2 separate regions of the Macaca mulatta genome follow, and region 2 is linked to region 1. The links are chromatin contacts, called in public Hi-C maps. All regions are on one chromosome and are shown on one strand. Each heading gives the region's core, a stretch centred on a gene start, on an enhancer-like site or on the middle of the called end of the contact. The rest is flanking DNA. Distances are from core to core; before and after follow the strand shown.

Region 1 (3,009 bases), core at 28-2,527:
ACTCTTCCATATTACTGATCCTAAAACAAGATGCTTAAAATAAATGAAAGTAGACCTAATTTCAGCTTACATTTTTAAAAGATTATGCTTACCTTTCCTTGGTTCCCTTTGTAATTACACTAGCCAGATCCCCTCCTTCACAATATTCCATTACAATGTACAGTGTTGTGTTGGTCCGGTCAATAATTCGATCATAGTAACGAACGATGTTTGGATGTTTCAGTTCACGAAGCAAATTCACTTCAGAAACAAGCATCTGTTTCTCAGTTTCTGTCATGGAGCCATAGTCAAGTTCTTTCCAAACTAATATCTAAAATAAGAATTTCCAAGGTATGAATGAACTCATTACGCTCAAAAACAAAGAATGAAAGTTCCAAGATTTAAAAAATAACCTTCCTTTTAATTATATCCTACAATCAAGGTCATTATCTAATTTAGTTCAATGAACTTAAGGAACTGTGAGTTTACTTCCATAATCTTCTTTCAATTTCTAAGCAGTAAATGATATTGTAGGGAGATAAAGGGGAATAAGGCACATGAGGTCTCCCCCAACCCCTACCCTCAGTTGGTTAGTGGGAAGTTGGCAAAAAGGTACTTTAGTCAAAATTGGGGTGGAGGTGGTCAAAGTCCCTGCCCCATTCCACCTCAGTCGTGTTTTCCCAGGATGAGACACCTTGGAAAAGCAGCCAGGCAGTTTCCTGTCCAATATTACTTTCTGTAAAAGGTCTACCTGTATACATTGGGAAATATGAATCCAATAATCCGAATAATGGGTATTTTGAGGGAGTCTGACTGCAGATACAAAGCTTCGGGTTCTGGTGGTCCTGCCCCTTTCTTGTGTCTGAGAGGGCCACTCTTAGAGCTCTAAAAACAGCTCAGGAGTTAGCTACGTGTCACCAATGGAAGGTCCTTAGCAACCCAAAGCAGAAGAGAGAAATGGGGAGAGAAACGGGAAAAGATGGAAATACATATATCAAAAGACGCGGTCTCCCATCCTTTAAGCGACCCAGGACAGGCTGTCAGATGCAGACTCAGTAAAGACGGCTGAGTCTTCCGGGCACCCACTTCCCCAGCCCTCTCGGTTCCCTTCGGTGGCGCAGGGCGCTCGCCCCTAAGCAGAGGCTGGCACAGGGAAGGGACCACGCTCACCTTGCCGTCACTCTTCCTCCGGATCTTCTGGCAGCGGCCATAGGAGCCTGTGCCAATGGTGTATAACACTTCATAGTCCTCAGCCCGGGACGGCATGGCCGGCCAGCCGCCAGAGTCGCGCTGCCTCACGCAGGTTGCGCCCCCAAATGCGGAGCTCCAGGGACCGGGACCGGGAGCTTCAGGGACCAGCACGGAGAAGCCCCCGAGCAGCGCTAACCAGTCACCCTTGCCTTCGGCCCCGTTTAACTGTCGCGGGCCCTGATCTCGCAGTCTATTGGCAGGCGGTGGGCCCGCTTCGCCTCTCTGATTGGCTAAGAAGAACACAACAATACCCTAGGCATCTTGGGAAAAGTGTCACTAGGCAACCGCGTCGGCGTCTGCTTTTAACCTGTGGGAGCAGAGGGCGGAGCTAAACCAAAGGGAGGGCGGGAGAAAGGAAGCGGCAGCAGGCGCCTCTTGGCAACTCTAACCCTCTGGTAGAGATCGCCAAGGTAACCGAGATCGAAGGACCTCCCCTCAGGCTTCTTTGCACACAGCTTCCACCAAATGCCTTCTGACCTTTGCACTCTGGCCCCTCACACTACCTACTCTCCCCAGAACACGCCTTCCTCGCTCAGGTTCCAGTACCCTGAACCTGGGTGGGGTCACGTTGAGGACACGCTGAGAGCTGAATACAAATTAGAAATTAGACTGGGCGCCGTGACTCACCCTCGCCCGTAACCCTAGCACTTTGGGAAGCCGAGGTGGGTGGAACGCTTGAGCCCAGGAGTTCAGACCAGCCTGGGCAATATAGCAAACCTCGTCTCTACTGAAAATACGAAAATTAGGCCGGGCGCTGTGGCTCACGCCTATAATCCTAGCACTTTGGGAGGCCGAGGCAGGCGGATTGGGATTGCTTGAGGCCAAGAGTTCAAGACCAGCCTGGCCAACATGGCGAAACCCCGTCTCTACTAAAAATGAAGAAAAAAAAAATTAACCGAGCATGGGGGTGCATGTCTGTAATCCCAGCTTCTTGGGTGGCTGAGTCATGAGGAACTGCTTGAACCCGGGAGGCAGAGGTTACAGTGAGCAGAGATTGTGCCACTGCACTCCAGCCTGAGTGACACAGTGAGACCCAGTCTCCAAAAAAAAAAAAAGAAGAAGAAGAAATACAGTCGCTCTCTGACCAAGCACTTTACACATCTTGTCCCGTTTATGTGTGCCAAACACATAATTCACCCTATTGACAATACTTCATTGAACACAGATTCTTTTTTAGGCACCCACACAAACCAACTTTCCCAGCTTACGCAGCCAAATGAACAGTCCCATGTTTACCAGGGAAGGAGCACCTAGAGGCCTCCATCCAGGGCTTGTTGGAGAAATACGTACATTACCAGAAAGCTAATAATTTGGCAATGCATAAACAGGCCAGTTTTCTTTAAATATCTATTTGGCATAGGATTAAAAGAAACCTGATTTTTTTTTTTTTTTTTTTTTTTTTTTTTGTTTTGAGACGGAGTCTCGCTCTGTCACCCAGGCTGGAGTGCAGTGGCCGGATCTCAGCTCACTGCAAGCCCCGCCTCCCAGGTTCACGCCATTCTCCTGCCTCAGCCTCCCGAGTAGCTGGGACTACAGGCGCCCGCCACCTCGCCCGGCTAGTTTTTTGTATTTCTTAATAGAGACGAGGTTTCACCGTGTTAGCCAGGATGGTCTCGATCTCCTGACCTTGTGATCCGCCCGTCTCGGCCTCCCAAAGTGCTGGGATTACAGGCTTGAGCCACCGCGCCCGGCCCTGATTTTCTATTAATAAGAATTTAAAAGCTCTTTATGTTAAAATAAGGGACTTATTACATGCACTGAATATAACATAAGATAACT
Region 2 (3,207 bases), core at 3-2,502, 160 kb after region 1:
CTGTTCACCGAGGCACGGAGTATGTCACAATATATTTAGCAAATGATAACACAATTCCCATTCAGTAATTGGTGACCGTCCCCGCACTGTGTCTCACTGCAGTCGTCTATTGGACTTAGAAAAATAGATCCATTCGCTTCAGACACCCTCATGATATCCAAACTGAAGACATGAGGGACATGACTGAAACAGAGTCCTCTCGATCAGATTTCCCAAATACTGAGGACCTCGGTCTCCTCACCACCACAATTCCTGCACACTGATGCAGTCCTTTAAAAGGTCTCTGGCTCTAGCGAAGAGTTACCCTCAAAATTCTCATTTGTAGCAAAAGGGTTTTTCTTTTCCTTTTTTTTTTAAAGAAAAAAATGGGGGGCCTAGAAAAAAAAGCTTAAAAGGTGAGAGGAAGAAAGTAGGGGGTTATAAGGCGAAAAAGAGGAAGGACAGGAGTAGGGGGAGGGGAGCAAAAGCCAGAAAGAGGTAAAAGCCAAGGAACTGGGGATGAAGGGAATGAGATCTCCGACCAGAGGGCAGGGAAGCGAGGGATGATGAAAGGAGCAAAGAAGAAGAGGCGACCGCAGCGCGGGGGGGCCGGTGGAGCCTGCAGCGGTTTCCGCGGATGTGGAAGGGTCGTGGCGGCGGGCGCGGCCCGCGCGCTGGGCTCACCTCGGCGGGCGCGGACGGCGGGCGGCTGCGGAGCGCGGGGGCGGGTGTCCCCCGCCGAGGGGTCGCGGTCATGGACGCGGCGGCGACCCAGGCGGCCCGAGGAGCGGCGCGAGCGGGCGCGCCGGCGCCCTACTCCCCTCGCGACTGCCTGCGGACAGAGGGACGGCGGGGACTCAGAGGCCGGACCTGTCACCGGGGCGGGTCCCAGGGAGGCGGGCGGATGCCCCGCGCCCCCGCCTCCTCCCCGGGGCCTACCGCGCCCTCGTCCCTCAGGCCGCTGCCGCTTGCCCGGGCCACGCGACGGCGACACCCCCTTTCCCGCCCCCAGCGCCTCCCCTGGTTCGGCTTCGCTGCCGCTCCGGGGCCTGCGGCCGCCGAGCCGGGGGTTACCTCGGGCTGGCCGGGCCCCGGCCGGGGCTTTGGGAGTCAGAGGAGCCGGAAGAATGCATGGCCGGCGGCGGAGCCGGCGGAAGAAGGCGGCGGCGGGGCCCTGCCCCGCTCCGGCTGTGGCGCGGCCCGCGCCCGTTCCCCGGTGGCGCCGAGACTCGGTTCCCAAGGGCCCGGCCGCGTTCGCCGGGACTGGCGGGGAGGGGCGGCGGGAGGAAGCGGCGGGAGTCGGGACTGCGGCGGAGCCGCCCCCACAGCGCCCTCTAAGGAAAGCGCGGCCGCAGCTGCCTGGCCCGCTTGCCTCGCTTGGCCCGCGCCCCCTACCCCTTCGCCAGGGAGTCGGGGCCCTCGGGGCTACCTGGACGCTCGGCCAGGACCTCAATGAGTCCAGAACATACTGAGGGAAAGGGCCGCTCGGAAATGTCTAGGAATGAACACCCATCCTCACACCCCGGGAGTGCCTTGGTTTCAGTTGAGAGCCCCCTTTCAGCCAACACGGCCGCCTTTCATTGTTAGGGCTCTCTTCTCTGCCCAAACTAGGAACCTGTCTCCTTGAAGACTAAATGTCCTCTTGATCATTCTTAATGAAACCCAGTTGCACTCATGGCTTTTCTTCTTAACCTCTGCGGAGTATTATTGTCTAGAGTTTCAAATTCATTCTTTTTAGGGTCAAAAGTCTTGTTTCAGGAAAGCAGCTGGAACATTAATGGCAATTCCGCTTTCCCATTCATCGCCCCCGCCCCCACCACCCCACCAAGAAATTCAGTGGGAATGAATGGCCTACACAGAGAAACTGAAATCTGGCTAGTCAAGAAGGAAAAAACAGCCAAGTGCCTAGGTTTAAGTAAGTACTCACCCGCCCCCCGCCCCACCAATAAAAAGAAAAACCTAAACCACAAAAAACGGTGGCCATGGGAACTCCTAGGCAGACCCCGTCACTTGGGATACTACAGCTGCATTCTGGTTCAAAGGCTGGACCACCTGAAAGAAAATAGAGAAATAGTCCATTGACCTACCCATGAACATTCTTAAATGATCTGCCTAGATTTCAGTTTTTAAAAACCCTGTTTATAAAACCTTGTGTCCCTTAAGCACATTTGTAAATGGAGGGGGTAGGGGCAGGCAGATTTTACACTCCTTAGGGAACTGCCATATTTGAATCAGAATGCCACGTATTCTGCCTGCTTTGAAAATGTTCATCACAGGGTTTGCTGTGGACTCTCAACTTTCTCTAATTTCAGTTCCGGAAAGATACGCCCCATTCTATTCCTTACATTCTCTATTGACAAGGTAGTAAGATCTTTAAATAAATCTCATGAGAGAGATAATATATATACTTTATTGTTCAAAATATGTCATTCTTAAGTAAGATAGGTGAGGCACATATTTATTTCCAGAATCAAGAATAAACTCTAAGGATTCCATCTGGTCCATCCCATTCAGTTTTCCAACATGCTGCATAAACGTTGGCTGACACCTGGAGAGAGATAACCTACAATGGGATTTACACGTGATTCCTGGATCAGGGACCATCTGCCAGAGGACCAGACACAAGCAGCACTTGATGAAATGCAATTAGTACCAGGCCCAGAACTCATTTTCAGGCTCAGAAAAGAGCCAGAGGTTGGGCAGGACCTCTGGCTCTTTAGTGTACAAAAACAACACTTGAAGTGTCTACCAAAGAGACAGATTCTTAGGCATCATACCAGAACATTTTAATAATCCAGGTCCACTGGACCTGAGAACCTGCTTTTTGAAAAGCATCATAGGTGATTCTGATGCAAGTAGTATGCAGACCTTGCTTTAAGAAGGCCTGACCTAGAGGTATTCTGAGATGATTCCATTCTTTTCTAGACCCTTAATAATTTTAAGTCATTTGATCATATGTATTCTCATGTGTGTTACTCAACTAGAGCTGCCATAACAAAATACTGCAAACTGGGTAGTTTAAACAACAGAAGCTTATTTTCTCAAAGTTCTGAAGGCCCAGGTCAGAGATCAAAGTGTGGGGAGGTCTGGTTTCTTCTGAGGCCTATCCCCTCGGCTTGCTAATCACCATCTCTCATTGGATGTTCGCTGCAGAATTCTGCCATTTCAGTATCTCCTCATGAAAGGAATAGGGAACACCTAATCTCCTTGATCTTTTCAGATGTCCTC

What was found. A called contact is a pair of places that touch in the nucleus more often than the background predicts.
Region 2: a contact with region 1 is called in a Hi-C map of cortical neurons, with 4 times the contacts expected there. The contact joins the promoter of LPGAT1 here to the promoter of NEK2 in region 1. A contact is called at or near these places in 2 of 14 Hi-C or Micro-C datasets (blood and cortical neurons).

What each region holds. Positions count from the first base shown.
Region 1 is chr1:69,413,142-69,416,150 of T2T-MMU8v2.0, forward strand. NEK2 (NIMA related kinase 2) reads right to left here and starts at 1,278. Exons shown (of 8, transcript NM_001258137.1): 1 at 1,150-1,278; 2 at 93-310. The coding sequence starts at 1,245.
Region 2 is chr1:69,571,593-69,574,799 of T2T-MMU8v2.0, forward strand. LPGAT1 (lysophosphatidylglycerol acyltransferase 1) reads right to left here and starts at 1,253. Exons shown (of 11, transcript XR_013394961.1): 1 at 1,054-1,253; 2 at 664-811.